Regions from separate parts of the Mus musculus genome. Here regions 1, 3, 4, 5, 6 and 7 are each linked to region 2. Evidence: chromatin contacts called from public HiChIP or PLAC-seq and promoter capture Hi-C data. All regions are on one chromosome and are shown on one strand. Each heading gives the region's core, a stretch centred on a gene start, on an enhancer-like site or on the middle of the called end of the contact. The rest is flanking DNA. Distances are from core to core; before and after follow the strand shown.

Evidence for each region. Promoter capture Hi-C pulls out the DNA fragments that hold promoters and counts their contacts. HiChIP or PLAC-seq counts read pairs in DNA pulled down with a chosen protein or histone mark.
Region 1: a contact with region 2 is called in a promoter capture Hi-C map of hippocampal neurons, with 7 times the contacts expected there. The contact joins the promoter of 4930549C15Rik here to the promoter of Sox11 in region 2. A contact is called at or near these places in 1 of 39 promoter capture datasets (hippocampal neurons) and 1 of 115 datasets of contacts at active chromatin or transcription factors (astrocytes).
Region 3: an H3K4me3 HiChIP or PLAC-seq map of embryonic limb bud shows a contact between it and region 2, with 5 times the contacts expected there. The contact joins the enhancer-like site here to the promoter of Sox11 in region 2. A contact is called at or near these places in 4 of 39 promoter capture datasets (embryonic stem cells, frontonasal cranial neural crest, hippocampal neurons and 1 more), 6 of 484 Hi-C or Micro-C datasets (the N1E-115 cell line, cerebral cortex, cortical neurons and 2 more), 18 of 115 datasets of contacts at active chromatin or transcription factors (SST interneurons, astrocytes, craniofacial prominence and 13 more) and 1 of 9 other capture datasets (adipose tissue).
Region 4: an H3K4me3 HiChIP or PLAC-seq map of embryonic basal ganglia shows a contact between it and region 2, with 4 times the contacts expected there. The contact joins the enhancer-like site here to the promoter of Sox11 in region 2. A contact is called at or near these places in 4 of 39 promoter capture datasets (the 3T3-L1 cell line, frontonasal cranial neural crest, hematopoietic stem and progenitor cells and 1 more), 1 of 484 Hi-C or Micro-C datasets (myocytes) and 9 of 115 datasets of contacts at active chromatin or transcription factors (SST interneurons, differentiating embryonic stem cells, embryonic basal ganglia and 6 more).
Region 5: a contact with region 2 is called in an H3K4me3 HiChIP or PLAC-seq map of embryonic limb bud, with 5 times the contacts expected there. The contact joins the enhancer-like site here to the promoter of Sox11 in region 2. A contact is called at or near these places in 3 of 39 promoter capture datasets (cranial neural crest, hippocampal neurons and liver), 2 of 484 Hi-C or Micro-C datasets (cerebellum and cerebral cortex) and 11 of 115 datasets of contacts at active chromatin or transcription factors (astrocytes, craniofacial prominence, differentiating embryonic stem cells and 8 more).
Region 6: an H3K4me3 HiChIP or PLAC-seq map of embryonic forebrain shows a contact between it and region 2, with 10 times the contacts expected there. The contact joins the enhancer-like site here to the promoter of Sox11 in region 2. A contact is called at or near these places in 4 of 39 promoter capture datasets (the 3T3-L1 cell line, cranial neural crest and liver) and 13 of 115 datasets of contacts at active chromatin or transcription factors (craniofacial prominence, embryonic basal ganglia, embryonic forebrain and 8 more).
Region 7: a promoter capture Hi-C map of hippocampal neurons shows a contact between it and region 2, with 5 times the contacts expected there. The contact joins the promoter of Rnf144a here to the promoter of Sox11 in region 2. A contact is called at or near these places in 3 of 39 promoter capture datasets (hippocampal neurons, neural stem cells and second pharyngeal arch cranial neural crest), 2 of 484 Hi-C or Micro-C datasets (both in embryonic stem cells) and 8 of 115 datasets of contacts at active chromatin or transcription factors (astrocytes, cardiomyocytes, embryonic basal ganglia and 5 more).

Annotation. Positions count from the first base shown.
Region 1 is chr12:26,344,882-26,348,142 of GRCm38.p6, forward strand. It overlaps 4930549C15Rik (RIKEN cDNA 4930549C15 gene), which reads left to right and starts at 1,829. Exons shown (of 5, transcript NR_130981.1): 1 at 1,829-2,029. The region is part of intron 3 of Rnf144a (ring finger protein 144A); the gene reads right to left.
Region 2 is chr12:27,340,843-27,344,101 of GRCm38.p6, forward strand. It overlaps Sox11 (SRY (sex determining region Y)-box 11), which reads right to left and starts at 1,876. Exons shown (of 1, transcript NM_009234.6): 1 at 1-1,876. The coding sequence starts at 1,566. The coding sequence ends at 379.
Region 3 is chr12:26,487,327-26,490,550 of GRCm38.p6, forward strand. No RefSeq gene overlaps it. Among named protein-coding and RNA genes, the nearest start is that of Cmpk2, 20 kb to the left of the region's middle. Within about 2 kb of position 1,760, at least 17 of the 459 cell types and tissues checked have an H3K27ac peak or open chromatin away from gene starts, as enhancers often do. A contact at or near this core is called in the N1E-115 cell line, cortical neurons and embryonic limb bud, where this site is marked.
Region 4 is chr12:28,083,907-28,087,026 of GRCm38.p6, forward strand. No RefSeq gene overlaps it. Among named protein-coding and RNA genes, the nearest start is that of Gm46326, 40 kb to the left of the region's middle. Within about 2 kb of position 1,780, at least 5 of the 459 cell types and tissues checked have an H3K27ac peak or open chromatin away from gene starts, as enhancers often do. A contact at or near this core is called in embryonic basal ganglia, where this site is marked.
Region 5 is chr12:28,321,951-28,325,143 of GRCm38.p6, forward strand. No RefSeq gene overlaps it. Among named protein-coding and RNA genes, the nearest start is that of Gm25564, 27 kb to the right of the region's middle. Within about 2 kb of position 1,906, at least 6 of the 459 cell types and tissues checked have an H3K27ac peak or open chromatin away from gene starts, as enhancers often do.
Region 6 is chr12:26,550,294-26,553,345 of GRCm38.p6, forward strand. No RefSeq gene overlaps it. Among named protein-coding and RNA genes, the nearest start is that of 1700020D12Rik, 61 kb to the right of the region's middle. Within about 2 kb of position 1,383, at least 5 of the 459 cell types and tissues checked have an H3K27ac peak or open chromatin away from gene starts, as enhancers often do.
Region 7 is chr12:26,413,486-26,416,773 of GRCm38.p6, forward strand. It overlaps Rnf144a (ring finger protein 144A), which reads right to left and starts at 1,777. Exons shown (of 10, transcript NM_001081977.2): 1 at 1,616-1,777. It overlaps Mir6538 (microRNA 6538), which reads right to left and starts at 1,525; the gene lies at 1,416-1,525.

The sequences.
Region 1 (3,261 bases), core at 579-3,078, 1.0 Mb before region 2:
ATTCGGGAATGGAATCCCCAACACCTATGTAAAAGGCTGTGTTCACCTGTAACCCCAGCATTGATGCTGGGGGTACACTGGGGCTTACAGCCAGCCTCTGTTAGAAAAGCAGGAACTAAAACAGCTACATAAATTCTAATGTGTGAAAGAAGCCAGCTTGCAGAGCAGAAGCCCTTCCTTTTAGTGGCATCTTCTAAAGAACAGAGCATGCCTGACCTACTAAGGGTGGGGGAGGAGTACAAAAGACAATATACTGCCACCAGGCTGGATACTTAGGGGATACTTTTCTTTGCTCACTAGGGAAACCCATTCTTAGGGGTGCTTTTTTCTTTCTTTGTGTTTTGTTTGGTTTCTAGACAGTTTCTCTGTGTAGTCCTGTCTGTCGTGGAGCTAGCTCTGTAGACCAGGCTGGTCTGGAGTTCAGAGATCCACCCTTCTGCATCCTAAGAGCTGGGATTAAAGGTGTGTGCCACCACCACCTGACATGTTTCTTTTTTCCTTAATAAGATGATTCTTTTCCATGCTTAACATAAATAGCAATACTTTCTCTCAGTCTCTTTTCCCAGAATCTTTTCTTAAAGTCTAATAACATTGTCCTTTGCTTCCTCTTGAGTCCATTACTAATTTATCTTATTAATGAGGCTAAGAACCCCAAAATGGAAACTTAGCTTCCCTGGTAACCATCCTGGTCATAAAATGAGGAACTCTTGCTTCAGTAAGAGACTCTGACTCAAGGGAATGGGATGGGGAATGACAGATCAGGATAATATCAGGATACCCCATAGTCCCCTGTGGCCGCTGCATGTGAGCCCACAAGCCTGTGGCTACTCAAGACACCTGATAATCCTTCTCAGTCATCACTTTTCCATGCTTAACATAAATAGCAATACTTTCTCTGCACTGACTTCAAGGCATCCCTGTGGGTAGGAGGCTGAAGCTAATCTAATTGAGGCAAAGACACTAGAACTCCTGGGATAAGAGAATAGCACTGGAGGTTTAAGTAGGAACCCATGCTTAGAATACTATAGATGCAGATGGAAAACACAGCTCAGCAGTGTGCTGGTACACACACTGGTTAGTATGTGTGCACATGCGCCTTCCTTGCACGTCAGCTGCGAGGACGCAGAAGGCATGGACTCTGCATAGAATGCATGCCATGCCCAGATCATCAGTCCAATAAAGTGCTCCAGTTTAAGGAACCAGAACGCACAAGACAAATGGCTGATTCTAGCAGGGTCAATTAGGGTTCTTGAGGAGCACGGAAAACCCCACATCCCACAGAGCAAGGATATGCTCAAAGCAATCCACTCTCATTGGCAGTGTGCAAAGACACCCACAAGTTGAGAGATTGTGCCACGATCTGAATACCCTGAGCAGGGTATGCACTGTGACCCCCAAATACAAAAGCACTGCCCTTGCGCCCATCAAGAAACAAAACAAAAAAACAAAAGAGATTGAACAGTTAAGTAACTGACTGGAACTTGACACAAATTTCAAGCTAGTCACAAGAGTTTGCACCAGCAATGCCAGTGTTCTGGAAGCAGAGTCAGGAGGGCAGTGACTTCCAGAATAGGCTTGGCTACACAGGGAAACTCTGTCTCAAAATAAAAAAGAGAAAAGACACATATCTTGTGTGAGAAAGTTCTGCTGGCCTCTGTAGCTACTTCCCCCGGGGAGATGGAGCCCAACTCAGACTCTAGGGTGGGCTGCACACAGGGACTGTCTGTCCAGGTGCAGAGAGAGGAGGCTGCCAGGGTGATGTCACACTGTGTCTGGTGGAGGCACACTGTGGGTGTCACAGTAGTCAGGCCGGGTGACAGTGTGCACCCTTGACTAGGCTGGGTGAGATTGACACTTCAGGCTGTGGTCTACTCCATAAACCTGCAACACCCAGTCTTATGGTGGGAAGAATAGCAGGCAAATAGTGATTCAGGAATGTCCTAAAGAATGCTGGACAACGATCCTCAAGATTGCCAGGATTCAAATTTTCTTGAAATCATCCAAATATGTATGACACTGATCTTGGAAGGTAAGGTGGAATTCTGGGTAAAAATAAAGGAAGTCTGATCAAAGTAAAAGTTTTAGTGAGGAATGCATAAGCTTGTTGACCATAAAGAGCCAGTATGTCACCAGAGGAGCTCTGTGTATGTTTGTACATGTTCATGTGTGTGTGTGTGTGTGTGTGTGTGTGTGTGTGTGTGTGTGTTTGTGTGTGTGTGCGCGTGCGTGTTGAGGCACTCTCTGGTCTACCTGTGACCTTTTCCTACCTCTAAATCCAAACCTACAAATCCCAACCTAAGTCTCACCAGTGAATTTTATTTTTAAAAGCCTCCTCACCCCCAGGAAATGTAGGCTCAAAAGAAAAGGATGACATTTTAAGCTAAGGTTTTCCCAAGATACTACTAAATTCTAAAAAATACCTAAAGAAAGTTTACAGACATCCCAGTGAATTCATAATGACCTCATTCATTAAGGGTTTGACATGCTAAATAAGTAATATATGATAAATCTAAGAAGGCCCTATGTTGGGGATCAATTGGGTCATGAATTCCTTTCTATAGGAAGACAGCTCAGCAATATGGCTTTGCACCATAAAGGCCATTCCTAAATTAAGATGTTGCCATAGGAGGACCAGGCAGACAGCGGAGCAAAGGACAAAGAGGGAGCCTACTACTTGTCTATCTTGTAACATGGCTGGGGGGGGGCGGGGGGGTTGGACAGAGACCACTCACTCAAAGATCAGCAGGTGTCAGGGAGCTTCACAGAAGCTTTAGGGGTTCACACCTTTAATACACACCTGTCCAGATGAGAGTGCAGGCCAGGCATTAGGAACTCTAGGACAGGAACAGCAGTCATGACTGAACACTGAGATGTGTAGGGGGCTGGATGGGGTATAGACTGATACACAGACACAGAACCGTAGGCAGGGTGGCTTCACAGCTTTTCACCCCATACTTCCCCTCCACTTGAGTGCTCAGAGATTCACAATTACATCATCAGCACCACAGAAAGAAATGTCCACATGGTTGTCCAAATTGTTTCCAGAGCTCTTGCTGCCCACAGGTGAAAACAATCAAACAAACAACCAAAAACAAAGTCACAGACACACATAGGAGAAATTCTGCTGAGACCATCTTTGGGGAAATGTTCAATATCAACCTGAGGCTCCAGCAGACCATCTTGAAGAAGTTTCAGAGTGGCTGATCTTGCTTCAGATCCAAAGATTGAGAAACTCACAGATTAGGAAAACACACCTCTGAA
Region 2 (3,259 bases), core at 626-3,125:
CCTCCCCTCCCCCGCCCGGTCCCCTCTGCCTTTGTTGCAATCACGAATTTCAGGAAAAAGAAATAGAAATTACAAAACACGTTTTTTTACGGGTGGGGAAAAAATCACAACTCCAGACTAGGTGTGCAACTACCTTGAGACACGATAAAGGACGGGAAGAGTGGGGAGACCAAAAAATTTTTTAAAAATAAAAATTAAAAAAAAAACTTGGAAAATCTGTTTAAAACTACTCATTTCACTTTAACTCCAACAACATTTCATCACCGTTTCCAATTTCTCAGCGCCACATCTCTCTGACCATGAGCATCTTCTCCCCCTCCCCCCACCATCCTCTTTATCCTGACCGCCACGACTGCCTCCCGAGGAGCCCTGCGCCTCTCAATACGTGAACACCAGGTCGGAGAAGTTCGCCTCCAGCCAGTCCCCCGCGATCATCTCGCTCAGCTCCGGCGTGCAGTAGTCGGGGAACTCGAAGTGGGAACCCAGGCTGCCCTCGCTGAAGGAATCCAGGTCCTTATCCACCAGCGACAGGGACAGGTTCCCCGCCGCTCCCGCGCCCAGTGGCTGCTCGCAGGCGCTGTGCGCGCCCTGGGAGAAATTCAAGCTCAGGTCGAACATGAGGTCGTCTGCATCCTCGGCGCCGCTGCCGCTGCTGCTGCCGCTGGATGAGGAGGTGGACACGCAGCGGGAGGACGCGGGCGACAGCGCGGGAGGCGCGGGCGGAGGCTGCTGCTTGGTGATGTTCTTGAAGCTGTAGTAGAGCCGGCCGCCCGCGCGCACTTCGTCGTACAGGCTCGCGCCCTCGGGGGACTCGGCGGCACTGCTGAGCGTGGGGCTGGCGGGGACCTTGGCCACGCTGTAGCGCCTCAGCAGCTGAGGGGGTTGCTGCTGCGTCGGCGGCGGCAGCAGGTGCGAGTGCGCGGGCTCGTCGTCGTCGTCGTCAGCGTCCGGCTTGGGCCGTAGCTGCAGCTCGTCATCTTCGTCGTCGTCTTCATCGTCGTCGTCCAGGAAGACGCACTTGGCTGCCTTGCCCGCGGCGCAGTCCCCCGGCTGCGCCGCCTTGCCCGCGCCCGCCTTGCCCGCAGGCGCCTTGAGCTTGGCGCACTTCTTGCCGGGGCCCTTGGCTGCCTTGGCGCCCGCCGCGCTCTTGTCGGGGCTCTGGCCCGCGCTGGGCTTGGCCGCTGGGTCCGTCTTGGGCTTTTTGCGCGGCCGGTACTTGTAGTCGGGATAATCAGCCATGTGCTTGAGGCGCAGGCGCTCCGCCTCCCTGATGAACGGGATCTTCTCGCTGTCCTTCAGCATCTTCCAGCGCTTGCCCAGCCTCTTGGAGATCTCGGCGTTGTGCATGTCGGGCGACTGCTCCATGATCTTCCTGCGCTCGATCTTGGACCACACCATGAAGGCGTTCATGGGCCGTTTGATGTGGCCCGACGCCGTCTTGCACCAGTCCGGGTCGCTCTCGTCCAGGGCCACCGGGCTGCACGCCATGAACTCGCCCTCCTCGGTGTCCAGCGCGTCCCGGGGCAGGTTGCTCTCGGCTTCCGAGCTCTCGGCCTGCTGCACCATGGTCCGCGGCGGGGCTGGGCGCTCGGTCTCCTGCGCGGGCGCCCCTCCCCCTCCCGCCCCTCCACCTTCTCCGGCAAGTTGCAAAGTCCTTGGCCGCGCGCGTCCGCGGCTGCCCCCCTCCCCCCCGGCCCCGTTCCCTGCTGCGTCGGCGGCTGCGGCGGCGACCGGAGAGGAGGCGGCGGCGGCCCGGGACCCGCGCTCTCTCTCTCACTCGCTTGATTTCTCGCTCTCTCACTCCTGGCAGCCGCCGCAAGCGCCGGACCCCAAGCACTCCCAGGCGCGCGCGCTTCTTCTGCAAAAAGTTGAGGGCTCTCTCTCAACTCGTTATCAGGGTGTCATATGGGTGACATCACTACTCCCACCAGCCAATGGCTGGTCCCGACTCCGCCTATCTCCCGTTATTAACCACGGGCCCCACCTCCAGCCCCGCCTCCTGGCCAGTTTGCAAAGATGGGGGGCGGGGGGAGTTGTCTAGAAATATGTTATTTTTTCAAAAGAAATCCGCGAGTGCGCACAGCTGCGCGTGTCCCCCGGGCGGATGCAGGACGGAGCGAGAGACGCCAGCGCGGACTCAAGGGCGCGGGACGATGGACTGAACCCCAGTGCAGATGCACCCACCCGGGCACCGCGAGTGGGTGCCCCTGCTCATCCTGGGCGCGTCGCGCCCTAAACCCGCGCGCGATCGCGCTGCGCCGCTATCCAGCAGAAGGTGGCGCTTCGACACCGCGCGGCACCGTGCACGTGGGCTCATCCTCCGGTTCTTTTTCTCCCTCTTTCTAGAGCCCGGTCGCCGGGCCCTCCCTCCCCCCCTCCCCGCGCACCCGCAGGGTTTTGTCCCGTCTCTCCCCCTCTCGTTTTCCCTCCTGGATCGCGCGCATCTGCCGGTTCGGCTGGAGTAACGGTCTTCGGAGACCGCCGTGTCCGGGCGGCTCCGGAGCGGTTCGGAAAGGAGTTCACGGATTCAGGCCGGATCGGTGAAACAGCCCGGGACTCAGCATCGCCGCCCCTCCCCCACTTTCTACTCCATAGGCCTCCCCAACTCCCCGCGTCCCGCCTCCTCTGTCCATCACCTACGCCCTCCTCCCCTGCAGCTCGGTCCTGAAACCCTAGCTCTGCCTCCCAGCACGCACCTTCTGGGTCATTTGCTATTTTAACCCAACGGTACAAACCAAAGCTAAAATGAAGTGCACTCTCGTTTAAAGCGAAGATATTTCTTATTTGCCTGCTAAGGCTGCCGCTGGAGCGGTGGCTCCTGCCTACTGGTTTTGCCGGGCTCCTTGGAAACTCGCTTCTCTTTGTGTTGTCTCTTACCCACCTATGGCTCTTCTGAGGACAATGAAACGAAGCCTTTCTGCTTTCTGTTTAACGTGGCTGCTCACCCTGTTTTCCTCATACCTACCCACTGTCAGTTCTGGGGGCTGGTTCTTAAGATCTACAGCCCCTCACCCCACCCGGAGTTGCTCACCCGAGAAATCGGCCGCCCGGGACTAGTGGAATTATCTAAACATATTTCCTTTCAGGTTGGTGTACTGCACAGGGTACTACACTTCTCATCTCCCACACATCCCCACTCCGGACATAGAATGGTGCCAGGTCTTCATAGGCCATTTTATTTTTAAAAAGGGGGGAGGGGTCCCTGTATTTCACCCTTATCGTATTCACCCCAAAGAAAAGCACCGATCCAAGCACGTGT
Region 3 (3,224 bases), core at 510-3,009, 850 kb before region 2:
CTCTTTGAAGCTATTAACTTAGAGGGACACTAGCTTGTACCAATCCAAGAGCTGAGTGTGTCACCATCTAGCATCTTGGGCCTATCCAAAAGCTTCCTTCATTTCCCTGTACCTGCCTCTCTGGTATACCCACCAATGTATTTTGAACTCACTTTGATTTATTCACTTTCTTTGTTCTGTAACACTGTAAAAATCCTATGAAACTGTGTTCGTATTGGAACACGGAGTTTGGGGTAACCTAAATCTGTGTTTCTAGGCCATGATCAATCATAAATGGCTCCAGAATAAACTGTCTCTTATTCCCTTTAAGATGAGAGTGGTGGCTTTTATGTCAATAAAGGTAGGTTCTGACTACATAGAAAGCTCTATGCTTGAGACTCTCAAAATGAATGAATGAGTGAATGAATGAATAAATAAGAGTTCCTAGCATGGCAATTACAGGACAGCTGAGTATGAATGTCTTCAAGTCCTGATGTCACTATGTGTCACTCTTTGCTCCTGTCCCTTTGTATCCCCTCAAATTGCAAGGAGCAGAAAAGCTCCCTCAGTGGGGAGGCAGACACATCCTCACTATGGTCCTCTTGTAATGTGTATAGTTTTGTGAGATAAACCCAGGCCGGGGTAAATGACTTGGTTTGGGGTGTCAGCCAAGATCCCCGAGACTTAGAAGAGACCCATCTAGGACATGCATCAGGCATTGAAAACTAAGTGGAAACTCGCATCTCCCTGTACCGCACTCTGATAGGTGCATTCTTGCTTCCCAGAGCGCTAAACTCTGCCCAGCTAGTCTTTCTAGACTGCCTCACTCGCATGCTTTGTGATTTCCACACAAGAGCCAATTTTAAGACACAGAAAGGGATAAACTAAATTGGCAAACCGTCTCTTCAGCCTGCATGGGTTGTATTTGATGACCATGCCTTGGCTCAATTCTCCTTCGGAGCTTTTTATTTTTGAATCTGGAGCTCCTTTAAGGAAGTGTTATGTGCAAGATGCCTTTGTGGAAAACCTTCGGCTCAACCCCACTTCCTTTTGCTTGCCTTTTTGCTTGTGGTCTGAGGCTCACGGTCTACTGAACTGAGCGACAGTCCACTCCATTCCCACTAGAGGGAGGAAAAGTGCCTATTTCGCTCATTTCCAGGAGAGCTGCTCTGTTTGCTTGATAACCACTTTTCTCATTAAGCACAAACTGCACCGCCTGGAAAAACAACAGTAGTTCCTTTCATTTTTATTTAAATGCCGTCTCTAATGGGGAAACAAAGGACAGACTGAAGAACATTTCTAGGTCAAAGTAGCAAGTCTTTCAAAGTGGCTAATTTCGTGCTTCAAGAATTCTAAATACAGCCCCGAGGTCAGAAAAATATTCAAAGAAAGGCCATGGTGATCACGGGGCTCAATCTCTTTAATAGTTGTGGAAAATGAGGCCCAGAGAGGGACCTGCCCTGCTCTGGGTCATCTAATTTGTAACAGCAGATGCATGCCAGAGTAATAAATTCTGCAACTCTTTCTCTAGTGCTTTTTATAACTTGATGGCTTGTGTCAGCATATCAGGGACAGTAAATAATACACAATCATACTTACACACAGGCATACACTCATATTTTCTTCCTTGCAAGGTTTACGATTTGGGATCTGGCATGAAGAAACATTCTCTGTTTTTATGTGTACTTGTTCATTTGTTTTCAAAATGTCCCCTCCCTGGTCCCCTCATTTCATAGCATTCCAAGTAAATGGTACTGCTTATGTTGGATCCTGCTAATAATGGTGCCTACAAGGTCTCAGCTCTTGGAATGACTAAACAGCCATCAACATACCAGGGTTTAGAAAACACATCGTAAACTTTTTCCTGTGGAGTTTCCAACATTTTTATTAACATTCATGATATTAATGACCCTGCTTATTTTGACATAATTGAGGATGTGTTCCATTTCTGCAAAACAAGGGTGCAATCACAGTTCACTTCTGGCTCACCTGCTGGGTTGGCTCTTCCAATTCTAATGCAGTCCTGGTTCATCTCTGAGCTGGGGAAGATTATTTTCTGAGTTTTAATTGAAAACAAAATCAACTGAAAGCAACAACACAAAGAGCTCCCCTAAACCTCTGAGTGTTGCAGCCTGCATTTCTTGGCTCTTTTTACTTGCAAAAAGTTTGCACTAAATGTAAAGTGCTATAGAGTTAGTGGAGTTGAAGATGTGTCTTTCAGGTGAAATGTTTACAGAACTATATGGTCTTGTTTCTTCATTTAAAATGATGGCTGTGTCTTCTGTGCATATATACAGGTTGATAGACGGAGGAATACCAGGCTGCAAGCAGAGCTAGTATCTTTTCCAACTGGGTGTGTATGATCTCTAAGAAGTCATCCTTTGTCTGTGGGCTTCTATTTATCTTTTTACAAATCAGGACCTGATTCCAAGAGTTCTATGGGTCCCCTATTTCCACTAGGCCATTGCTTCATCTGAATTAAAATGTGATTCACTTACATCATTCCCGTGTCTAACAAGATGGTAGTACAGGGTATTGGTGTGTCTCAACAACTTGGGAAAGTGTTGATTTTGCATATTGTGTATTCTATATATATCTCTTTCCACAATGCCTTTAAGTAAGTGAATCTTTTGCATAAAGACTCTCCTCTGAGTTTCCCCAGGGACCGTAAAAGGACTAGTAAATAGGTGACCACTCATCTCATTCCTTTTTAGTTTCACACCCTTTGTCTCCCTGGGAAGTAAGAGTAAATCATTCCCCCCCACCCCATCCCCCACCCCACCCACCCCCTAGCCCCACTGGCATGGCACTCTACTGCCCCTACAGTCTAATCATTGAACTGCATGCAATGAGATCCCTTCAATAGTGAGTTCTAATGGATGCCCCAGCTATTCATCTCCCTAAGAGCTTCATTCAGTTCTCCTTCTAGCATAACAGACCTTCACTATTCCTCTACCTAACTTGGTACCTCTCATCAGCCTAATTGGCTCAAATTCTTGAGTACTTTTCACACTTACATCTATATCATGCTTATATCTGTATTCTACATCCATAGTCAGACCCTCATCTGATACTCATGAACAGATGCACTTAGAGGGACACTAGCTTCTACCAATCCAAGAGCTAAGTATGTCACCATCTAGCATCTTGGGCCTATCCAAAAGTTTCCTTCATTTCCCTGTACCTGCCTCTCTGGTATACCCACCAATGTATTTTGAACTCACTTTGATTTATGTCCCATCTAC
Region 4 (3,120 bases), core at 530-3,029, 740 kb after region 2:
CCTCCCTCTCCCTCCAAACTCCATGGCTTTTTTTTCTTTCATGACTATTGTTAAACAAAAACAGACAGACACACAGACATAAATATTCCAGGTCCAAACTGTCTCCCTATAAGTGCTGAGTTCTATGTGGTTTACACTGGAACATGAAGGAAATGCAGTTACCCACCTGGCTCCATGGAAAGAGGGCAGTTCTGTTTCATGTGATAGAGATGTTCCCTGTGAGATATTCAGATTCAGACTTCATGTGAAGCCAAGTCAGTATGAAATAGACATGTGGTGGATTAGGGGACAAAGAGTAAATCCACAGCTGAAAGACTGTGAACATCAGCAAAACGTGGAGAGTGGACTCAATGGCTTTCTGACTTTGTCTACTGTGCAAGTAATACAGTGTAGATGCTATCACACAAAGTGAGTGTTTACGGACATTATTTGTGAACATAATTTTAGCTAATCTGAAACCTAAAATTAATGATTAATAACCATCAAACATTTTTCAGGAGAGATGCCAGTAGAAGAAAGACAGGAGGAAGGGTCTATGTACTTGGTGTGATGTAAGAATAAATATAAATAAGATGAAGTACAATCTGCTAAGACTCATCCTGTGTCATCCGTATGATTTAAATATTGAGTGTGTCTGTCTGTCTGTCTCACTCTCCACGCGTGCGTGTTGGGGTGGGGGAGAAAGAGAGAGAGGGTGCTATTGTAGAGCCACGTTGTCTAAAAAATATCTTAACATTTTGAGTTCATGTCTTTCACAAATTGTCATGTGAGCAGGACAGGAAATGATGACAGTGGGTGGGGGAGGGGATTGGATCATGTTGCCACCCTTCCTACCCTCACAATGTACCTGCCCATAATTATCTTTAGTACTTAAATGGGCAAACTTCATCTAGCCCTCTGCAGCGACCCCATTGGTGAGCTACATGTGGAAGAAGCATTTACACTGTCTATGTCAGCACTCTTGAATCAGCGATTTTCCTTGTTATCATCTCTTCCTTGCATAAGAATTGCCTGAAGAGCACACAGGGGCTGGACCTTCGCCACCCACATATTTGTAGCAGATGGGCAAGTTGGTCTTCATGTGGATCCCATAACTATGGGAGAATGAGGCTGTCTGTAACTCTGTTGCCTGCAATTGAATCCTCTCCCCCTAGTTGGACTGCCTGGTTGGGCCTCAGTGGGAGAGGACTGGATATCCCAGGGTGGGGCAGTACCTAAAGGAGGAGAAGAGGAGGGGGTAATTCAGGGAGGGTTTTGTAAGGGTGAGAGACTGGGAGGAAGGAAGAACTGTGATCATGATGTAAAGTGAATACAAAATAATAAATTACTACAAAAAATAATTTCCTGATATTGCTGTCCCAAAGGAACAGTCAATTCTAAGTCTACACTTGAGTATGATCCCACTGTATCTGTGGAGTTATCGTATGTACGGTACAGAAGCTAATTAGGAAATCAGCTTGGAAATGTTCAAAATGTCCAGTGCATTTCACAAAAAAGCAAGAAAATCATCTTTCCCCACAGATAGCTGGGTGTGACCGCAGTTTTTAGAATCATCTTTTTTTCCTCAAATACTGCAAAAGAACACTGCCTTGGAGGCATAATGCTGCAGAGATGTAGCTAGCACCACTTTTTTGGCACCCAAGTCTAAGTCAAAAGGATTAAATAAGTATCCTCAATGTAAGCCAACGGAATCACAAAGCCAGTTCCCGCCTCAGCACTCCACTGCACATAATTACACAGCCCTAAGCTCTGACTGCTCATCAATTAACACAGCTGTAAGATCTGGAGCTAATTGTGCGATGTATTAATCAGCACATCTCGTGTATGAACACAGACTCTGCTGGGCTAACAGTACACTCATCACCATTCCTGGCTTACTGTAGTCAGCTTAAAAACATGCAAACATTTTAATTCTTCTTGGGACTGTTCATAGCATTGATGCCAGTTTGTGTAGCTGAAACCAAGTGGATCCATAAAGATCCTTAAGATAACAAGAAAGTGCTTGTGGCTGTGTGCAAAGGAGAGACTCGAAGTGAGAAAGCTTTGCCCAGAAATCAGATGTTGGAATTGGACAAAGAGATGTTGGGCCACCTGGATCCTCTGGAGATGGTTGCAGAACATTTCCCATCTCCAGTGGCTTTGGTGAGCATGGCACCTCAAGATCTCCAGAGCTGTTGCAACCCCAAGTCTCTGTAAGATAGAGTCGGTTGCAGGCATTTCTTCAGCATTTCCCCAGAAGACTACACCATGCAAAGGTAAATAAACATGTGGCCTGTAGCTGTGAAGCTAAAGGTGAGACAGTTTTGGAAAGGGATATCAATTAACAATGGAGAAAAATTCTTCAGCATGTTTATCAAACTCACATACAGGATACTCTTGAATTAAGAATGCAATGACATACATGGAGATACAAGAATTAAGTATGATGCTCAATTTCTGAGTTCTAGGGAACTCTCAGATGTCATGGTCCTTGGCTAGATTAGCATGTTTGACAGAGATATGAAAAATGAAAAACACAAGTCGGTTGCAGGCATTTCTTCTATGACTGCAGCATAGGGAATCTAGAGATAAAGTAATTTATATTGAGATGGAAACAAACTCAAAGAGAGAGATAGTGAGAAAAACCTGAAAAAGGCTGAAAGCAATCCTTACACATCTGTGCAATGAACTCAGTTGATGTTCCGGCAAAATTTTTCCTTCTCTTATCCACTCACTACCTCAAGCTCTCTGAGTTAAGAGGTGTGAGTTATTTCTTCCAAAAATAAACAGAGATTTTCTGTGTTGGACTCCACATGGGTGACCCTGATGTCTAGCAGATTCACAGAGGGCTTAGGTTCACAGGGAGATTAGACATCATGTCTACCTCTCACACCGTTGTTTTTCCCATCTGCTCCATTCACTCGCCTTTTCAGGTTGTCCAGGGTACCATGTCATCATGCTAAAAGCATGATTCACTTGATATTAATCAAGACTAATTGATGCAAAATAATTCAATGGCACTGTTTCACCCATGATGCCATCCTATGGGCACAAAGAAGACACGTGGAATCCGATGTGCTTAGTATTTGTGTCTTACTCCCAAGAGGTGGGCATCCTCACTGTAGACATAAAGCCCAACAG
Region 5 (3,193 bases), core at 656-3,155, 980 kb after region 2:
CAAGTAACTCTGAGTCCACTGTAATATGAGCAACTGTGTCACCCAGCATGGGTCCAGTGGGCACCTAAGAATCAGCCCAAGAGGCAGGTGCCTCCAGTCTCCTTCTCCTCCTCCTGTGGAAGTAGATAGGATGCTACAAGTGAGGGAGGGAGCAAGGAAAGGGTGGAGCTAGCCACATCCCTCTCCAACCTCCAGAGCTCACACTGCAATCATCAGACTAAGTCTACCCATTGGCTCCTTCAGTTGTTCAGGGCTAGATTGTTGGGCCTATGTTGTTACAGACTTTGGCTTACCTATTCAATGGAGAGAGGCCATTAGTGGAGCTACAGCTTCAAGAATTCTGAGGTCTGACCTATTTTTCTAAATTTGGGTACCAAATCACTTTATTTGTCTTTTCACCTAAAATTATTTATGCCAGATAAAAATTAACAGATTATTTAACCTTAGAATTTGTGAAGCTAGAAAACCCAGCATCGAATGGTAAAGGTCTTCGGAGGATACGAGCACTGGTTAACGTGTTTAAAACACTTATGGAGCTGGAGAGAGCTCAGGAAGTAAAGAACATAAGCCCCTGAGTTCAGCACCCAAATCCACATTAAATAAATAAATAAATAAAAAGCTGTACAGGGAAGTTCCTGCTTATAGTCCCAGCTCAGAGACCACGTGTGAGAGGTAGAAGCAGAGACGGGGCTTTAGCAGTCCGAACTAACTGGTGAGGCACAGTTCCCACTGAGAACAAGGAGGAAAAAAACAAGGAGGAAGGCTCCTGAAGAATGATACCCAAATTTGACCACTTTCCTATACCTACATATTCATGTATGTGCATAATATACATATGCATACAAACACATGCACACACAAATGATAAACAATGATATGCATATATAAAAATATCTAGTGAAATCCATTATTTTATACTTCCCCTAGGAAATAATGAAAAAGGGAGATAATAAATGACCTATTGTCTTAGTTGGGGGTTTCTATTGTTTTGATAAAACATCAAAAGCAACTCGGGGAATAAAAGATGCAGAGCTTATTCCATATTACAGCTTGGGGTCCATCATTCTGGGAAGTTGGGACAGAAACATGGAAGCAGGAGCTGATGAAGAGGCCATGGAGGAGTGCTGCTTTTTGGATTATTTATTCCTCACGCTTGCTCAATCTACCCATGAGTGACACTGTCCACAGAAGGCTAAGGCTTCCCACATCAGTCACCAATCAAAAAAATAAAAAATAAAAAATAAAAAAATAAAAGCACCATAGGCCAATCTAGTGAGAGCATTTTCCTTACTGCAGTTCCCCTTTTCCAAATGACTTTGACTTGTGTCAAGTTGACATAAAACATACCCAACACCCCTATTAAATGGAGAGGAGAAAATGGAGAGGAAAAAGATTGTTTATATATGTCAGGAAAGCTGGCATTTAGTAAAGTATCAGCATTTTAATTAGAATATTTAATATCCAGGGGACAAATGAAGGCAGTTTAGATTTCGATTAAGTTGATAGACAGTGGTGGAGACACAACAACAAGAGATAGCCCTAAGTTCATCTGAATATATGAATTTTAATCTTCCTGATCAAGTTTGATGATCAAGAACTGAGTTTAGAATGTCTATAGTAGGTGTTTAAGGAAAAACAAAAAGGACTTATCTTACCCACATTTTCTTATTTTTCTGACACAATAATGCATGCTAAATGTTTTTGAGAAACTTTTGTTTGTAAGTTAGGAAATCACAGATTCAAACACAATTCATACGTTAAAATAATCCTGGGGGTTATAGGTCCACCTTCGAGAGCTCTGAATTTCTGAATCCTTTAAGGGCATTTTCTTTGACCACCAGAGCAGGCAAAGCTTGCTTTGACACAAGCCCCTGCCAAAGGAATTTCAGCAGGACAATGCTTTGTCTCTTTGATTGACAGGTTTGGGCTGCCTGTGGCTGACTGCTTGCACACATTTACCTTGTTTATGTTACAAGAAAGCAAGCAGCCACACATCCTTCTGTGGAGACATCAATAGTGTCTGCATTTTCTGGTATGTCCCCTACCAGGGCATCTTCACAAAGATGGGCATGTAGCCACAGGACCCTGAGTGGCTGAGAGGAGGCAGAATTAAATGAGGCCCTCACAGGATCTTGTGGGGCTTCCATTCTGTCTCAGTGGCATTGTATTCAGTTGGGGAGCTATTGTGACATTGCCTCTCCACCCAAACTTCTCATCAGTTGTAGGTTGTATCAGAGCACTGCAGAGCACAGATGTGCTGGGAGATTCAGCTTGGAGGAATTGGCCATGAATGCTAGAACTATGTCAGGCTGCTCTAGACACAGACCTCTTCCTTAGAGCCAGTTCATACACACAAACCACATTCCTTGAAAAGCAATTTTCCTCACTCCTCTACCCACCCCTGGCTATGAAGAGTGGGAGGGAGTAACATCTTTTCTGCACACCTACCTGGTAACCCATCACAGAAATGTTTCCCATCTGCTTCAGTTGCAGTCTGATGGGTAGGTGATTGTTGCCACCCCGCCCTGGCAGAGAACTACCCTTCAGCTGGTGGAGAGGAAGGCCCCTGGCCTAGGACATGAAGATCAGTGTGAGAAAGGAAAGACCTGAGGAGAGTTTCCTGTGACCAGGCTGTGTTCTGTCTCACCTGTGCACTATGAGTTGCGTCCTAGCTGCACACCCTTCCTGAGGGAGATCTGATGACACAAACACACTCATCACTGGAAGAGCTCCCATGTCAAGGCCACAGATCAAAATGACCTCACAGATATCTAGAATAGTCAACACAATTGATATAAAATGCACTTTTATCTGAGCAGCACAAGAAACCATTTCTAATAACAGAATATACTTTAGATCATAATGCAAGTCTTAATAAGTACAAACAAATCAAAATCATATTGTGTATCTTACCCAAATGTAGAGGAATGAAACTATGAATCAGTAACAAAAGACACTACACAAATACTTGGAGGCTGAGCAAAATATTTGTGAATGAAGAGAAACACAGAAGAGATTTTTGAATCCCTTAGGATGGGATAAAAATGAAGTACAGATTTGCCAGCATCCTTTGAATACAGTGGAAGCAGCTGCAAAGTTTACAGCATGGATGTTGATAATTAAAAAGCACATCCTGAACTCTATAGAAGATTCAAGATGGCAGCAGCTGCTGCTGGTACCCCAGGGAACCCAG
Region 6 (3,052 bases), core at 133-2,632, 790 kb before region 2:
TGGGTCCACCCAGCTTATTCTCTACCTTTCAGTTCTACATATGTGCTCTGTAAGCATTGAATAAAGCAGTGAGGGTCTTTCCTGGAAGAATCAATAGAACAGTGCCTAAAATAGCAGCAAGAATCACAGAAATGCCTTTGTTCAGCCACTGAGGACAGGTGACGTTTCTTATATAGAGAGAATATTCCTCAAAGCAGATTTCATTAATTTTAGGCAGCAAATGTGTTTCTTAGAGGGAAAAAAAAACATGATAGCACCCATGCAATCTAATACCACAAACATGTAGGTCATTTGTAAAACCATATATCTACTTAGTGTAAGGAGCAGGGTGAGCCTGCACGGCATGATCGCTCTGTAAGTTATAGAGGGCACATGAGCTCGCATGCAGGGGCATTGCCTGAGATAAGATGCATGGTGGCTGTTTCCTCTCATAAGAAACAAATTCAATACATTTTGAAATTTCAACAGAGGGGGAAAAGGGAAAACAAAGATGGCTCATATTTCAAGGTGAAAGCCCTCTGGTGACTGGAGAGGTTTCCATTTTTACTGCAATTATGGTTCCTGCTCTTTTTATTTTTGCAAATTTTTCCTATCTTGAGATGGTACAGGGTATATTTATAGCTGGGTTTCATTTAGCCGTGCTCATTTGTACTGACCGGTGACAGATTTATAGGATCCTAGATTCCTGGTGTCACTATTGTATTATTTATATTTCTATAAATTAAAGCTATTATTATCAACGATGGCCTCTGACAATAGGATGCAGAGGTTGGAAATAGCGTTTAATATTTTCTCAGCCCTGATGAATCCTCTATGGATTACATCCTGATGTAGACTAAGAAATCATTGTCTTTGCTGGGGGGAGTGGGAGGGTTACAGTAATAATAATAATAAGTCACTAATGAAAGACAAAAATTCCAGGACTATTTGTAGGCACTGGGTTTTTAATCTTCCTAATGATAGTCCTGACAATAAATAGATGAGGGAGCTAATAGGAGGCTGAGAACACCAACAGACTGCTCTTCCCCCTCCCTCCATCCTCGATTAGCCTCCAGGACAGATTCGCATCATGACTTTTAAATCTCCCTTTTATCTCCATGTTGGACTAGGATGTCTCTACTGAGCGATTGATTTTTAAGCAAGGCCTTTATGACAGATGAGGTACGGGAGAGCCTTTATCTCCTTGAACCAAATAAAACAATCACACTTAATTGGTAACTTCAGCACCTAACAGTTTATTTGTGACTCTAGGATGCTGCAAATTAATAATCAGGTTTGGAGGACAAATGCAGAGAGGATGGAAGGGAGATGGTTGTCTGAGACTGCATTTAAAAAACTCTCAGCAGATACAATCCAGTGTAAGATCCGGGCAGCCGAGGGCTTAAACACAGCTTGCTTATTGCCGGGCTGTGTAACCTCAATCAAGCTGTAAAGCTGTAGTGAGCTTCAGATTTTCTGTCAGTAAAATTGAGACACTTTAGTCGCAGAATGTGAGGATCTTAAGCGCATTAAATTAAGCTAATGAGGAGTAAAGCAAGGTGACTGAAATACATAAACATGCCTGTTGTCCCCAGAGCTCACTGCAGCACCAAGGGCCCTGATGCTGGGAGGCTAAGCAATTTGTCACCGAAGTACTGGGGATGTGTCACCAGAAGATTCATTCTGAGTTTGCTCTGGACCACTCACTAGCCAACACAGGAGTCTCCATCCTATCTCCCTGGGACTCTTCTCTTTGCAAGTTATGCCAAGGCAGCGATAGTTTATGAAGTTAATAACATTATCTTCTATGAAAGCTGAAATGAATAGTAATTCATCTCTAAAAGGAACCTGTGGTCACAAGATTTGCAGGAAAATAGATAGACTTCCAGTGCCTAATGTTAAGTTAGGTCGCATAATCTCAGAAAGAAAGAGGCCATGTGTTCTCCAGGGTACACAGATCCTAGCCTATAGTATATGTATGTATGCAAACAAATACGCGTGTGGGTGCAGTATAATGTCTACAAAGGAGATGAGGAAAGGGAACACTAGGCAGAGAGGAAGGATGGGAGGTAATAGTTGTGTGAGTGATCAGAAAGATAGAAAGCTAGTTGATTTTCTCATTTTAAAATTATTATGCCCTCCCTTCTATCCATCCTTCCTTCTGACAGAATCAGATGCTATCAATGGATTTCAGGTGTAAGATAGAGCCAACATTTGGCTCCCCAAGCCTCAGTTTCTCTGTGTCCAGTAGGAACTATGATTTGTGTTAATGTTATCTGAAGTCACCTACACATTGCCAGGTTAGGAAGGGCCTGTTCTCCCTGGGTTCCCTGGCCTGTACCTCTAGCTAGCTTGACAACTTATGGAATACCAAAAAAGGAAACCTGAACACACTATGATGGTAGCCACCAAGAGGGGCAGGAGGCCAGTGCCACAAGGGTATCATTCGTCAATGTGTATCTGATCTCTGCCCATCATCCATCCAGTCCCAGACCCTACCATCTGGGGTACATAGAGAGAGGGATGTAAAGAGTTTAGAGTCTCTGAAGGGAACAAGAGAGCAAATGGAAAGTGGGATAGTCATATATGGTATATATATATATATATATATGAGGGGTAGAGCTGTCTGTGAATCTGAAAACACATCATTCTCACACAGTACTGGAAAATATGGAGAGATGACCTGATGACCTGAGACATCAGTGTCTCCCACAGTGGCTCTTCTGTCAAGTTGTAGGAATTTACTGATAACTAACCTGCCCTAAGCACAGAGGAAGGCTTTTCATTCAACTACGTACGGTTTGAAAGATGTCTTCCTAGGGTTATTGCTTCTCTATTTTTTAAAAATTAGATCTAAGACCTCCCTTCCCAGCATGCTGTGGGTCACGTTCCACTGGAATGTAGCCCTTTAGAGAGTAAGCTGATCCCTATTCTAAGGAGGAATGAAGTATCCACCCATTGGTCTTCCCTCTTCTTGATTTTCTTGTGTTTTGCAAATTGTATCTTGGGTGTTCTATGTTTCTGGGCTAATATCCACATGAAAGGAGTTACAGAGACAGAGTTTGAAGCTAAG
Region 7 (3,288 bases), core at 527-3,026, 930 kb before region 2:
TTAGTTCCAGGCCAGCCTGGGCTAGGGAGCCTACAAAAACTCACTTGGAAAAAAACTAAAGAGGAGTGTATATATCAAAATGTTAACTCCAGAATTCAAATTGTGCTGGGTCCAGAAAATGCTGAATTAGATGCACCCATTTTCCCAGAAGGGTCAGTTGGACCCCTGGAAAGTAAAATGGGTGTGTATGGCAAAGGGTGGTGTCTGACTTAAAACCCGACCGGGGGCACCTGGCCCTTTAACACTGCTATAGCCACCCTGAAGCATGAAGTACTTACTGTTTGTAGTCCTCCTGCAAGACCACCCATGAGTCCCACTCAACAGAGGCCAAGTCCAGAGTCTCCACCTGCAATTCAAAACCCCCTCCAGATATACTTCCCTAGCAGTCTTTAAAATGTAATAAGAGCAAAACTGTGGAAGACACTGGAAAAAGTAGTCCAGACCAATGGTATGGCTGAAGAGGAGCGAAACTTTGGCTCTTTGGGAGCCAAGGAGGCAACCCCGTGGGAACGGTTCTTCACACTCTGCATTCCTTTGCTGGTGCTTTTTCCCCCACCCTGGCTACGCCCCACTGGTCATCTGATTCCACATCCCTCCTTTAGAAAGGCCCCTGTCTCTGCTCTCTCATCGGAGGGCACACTGACCACCTTTCCTTCTGTCTGCTACTGTGTTTATGTGCGTCTCTTAGCCGTCTAAACTACTACCCTGGCCGGGGTCATTGAGAAGGACCTGTCTCCCAGACACCACGCCTGGAAGGCCCTTCCTTCCTAGAACTGTCCTAAGCAAGATTGGACTGTCCTTCTAATCCTAGGACACAGGAACCCTGGGAAGGTTTCCCAGAGCCTTGTCTAGCTCTCCTTGTTACTTGGCCTTTGACCCTGTACCAAGCAGGCTGTAGGACTGTTCAAAATAAGTATACTTTAAAGTATTCTCTGAAAAAAAGAGACCAAAACAAGAACTAGAGCAAACTTTAAGTGCGACCACCAGAGACCCGCCTAGGGTGAAGAAGTCGCCTCTTCCCGCGCAACGGCGGCGGCCAGGAAGCCTTCAGTTTTAGCAGGAGGAGCGATACAATCTCTGAGCTCCACGGATGGTGTAGAAAACCGGGAGCAATGCGGAGCACGGGATACGAGAGTCCTGAGGGGACTTCCTTGGGCAAGAGGGGTACAAGGGACACGGAGACTCCTGGGCCAGAGGCTAGCAGAGGACCATGCCCACGGCCAGGCGCGGCTAAGCACTGCGGGGTACTCGCGACTGCCACTGGCCAGAACGGACCCGACCTTCCCCACGCCCTCGCTCTGCCCATGTCCAGGTCACGGCGGGAGTCCACCCAAGGCCTGCAGACGGCCGCCCACCCGGGCCACTCCAGCAAAGCACACCCCGCGCCTGCGGCTGGAGACTTCTCCGTGGCGCGCGATCCCCAAGTGCAAGCGGCCAGGAGGACGCGGCCGTCACCCAGCGGAATCCCGGAGCATAGTCCCCATCGCCGCCCCGGAGCCCGCGGGGTCCCCGCCCGGCAGCACGGGTTAGGGGGCCGAAACCAGCCCCGCACAGCCTTATCCCGCGCGGCCCGCTCGGGCGATGCCGACACAAAGGGGACGCGCGCGTCACCCACCTGGTCCCGCGCGGTCCGGGCTCCCGCTCGGCCTCTTTGCGCGTGGCTGTGATGGCCCCGCCCGGTGCCGGCTCGCGGGTGCCGCTGCCCCGTCAGCCTCCCGCGTGCAGCCCGCCCCGCAGCGCAGCGCCCTTTATGCCTCCCCGCCCTGCGCCCTGAGAACTGCGCGCGGGGTCGACGGGGCGCGAGCGCGCACTAAGCGCGGGCGCGGGAGGCAGAGCCAGTTTGCACGCCAGCGCCCCCTGCCGTTCAGAGGTGCCTTAATGTCCATGCACCAGGACCAGGCGAGCAGCCCCCAGCAATGCCAAAGGGAGGGCCCAGATCAGTTGGGGGGTGGGGGTGGCGGGACAAGGGGGCAATGAGTCCTCCTGAAGTTGGACCCCTGTTTTCAATACTAGAAGAACGAGTGCCAACAGCTAGAAAGAAACGAGTGAAAAATCCCGACCCTACCAGTCAGAAGCTGGAAATCTCACTCAGTGAAGTATCTGGGACCCTCTAGAGTAGTCTGTCTATGCAAATTACAGCAAGTCTCTGGACTTGCCAGAACCTGCCCGACAGCTATCCTGCCTGTGAGTAGTTTACCATGAATACTATGAAAGAATCATCTTTTCACCCTAACTTCTGATAATGCAAATGAATGAGAAGAGTCCTCAACCTGCTTGGACCTGAGGCTGAGGCTCTGTGCATATATATGAAGCACAAGCCAAAGCATTTCGTTTCTTTCCCTTAGAGCCTAAGATCCACCAGTGGATGGGAATTCCCATAAGTTATTATCTTGCAATCCCTCTGGTAGGTCCTGGAAGTTCATGTCAAACGTGCAAAAATGGGTGAACCTTTTGAGTATGTATTAAGGCTAGAATGAAATGTTCCCACAGGCATGTGTTCTGAACGCTTGGTCTGCATCTGGTAAAGATATTTCTGAGAGGCTCTGGGAATGTCAGGAGGTGGGAGTTAACTAGGGAAGGCCCTTGGGGGGATCCAAGACACACACACACACACACATACACACACACACCACACTTGTGTGCGTTCTCTCTCTCTCTCTCTCTCTCTCTCTCTCTCTCTCTCTCTCTCTCTCTCTCTCTCTCTCTCTCTCTCTCTCCTAAGATGTTCTGCTCAAGCACTTTGGGTCCAAACAGCTGTGGACTGCGTTCTTTGGCTGGGGGACTGGAGAGCCTCCATTTGCTAACTCAACTTCTCTAGTTTTCCCCTAGAGAATTAAAACAGGATTAAAAGCTCTGTACCATCTACCGTCTGCTGCTACATTCCCAGGTGCATATTTGTGTTTATACATGTGTATGTGAGTGCAAGCCAAAAGTCAATGCTGGGGTGTTCACCTCTTTTTCTCTACTGTATATTCTGAACCTAAACCCCTTTAATTCATGCAGACCTGTTGGCCAGCAAGTTCCAGGAGACCTTCTGCCTCTACCCCAACCCCCATTATCCAGTGCTAGGATGCTGAGCATGCACCACATCTGTATTCTTACATGGATGCTGGTTATTAAACTCAGGTCCTCAGGCCTGCATGGCAAGCACTGTAGTGACCAAGCTGTCTCCCCAGCCCCTCATCCGATACCATCACCAGTTACTGGGCTGAATGTTTCAAATCTTCAAAGACACACACTTGATAGATACCGTGCCTCACACAAATAAGCCTAGCATTCTGAGGGCTG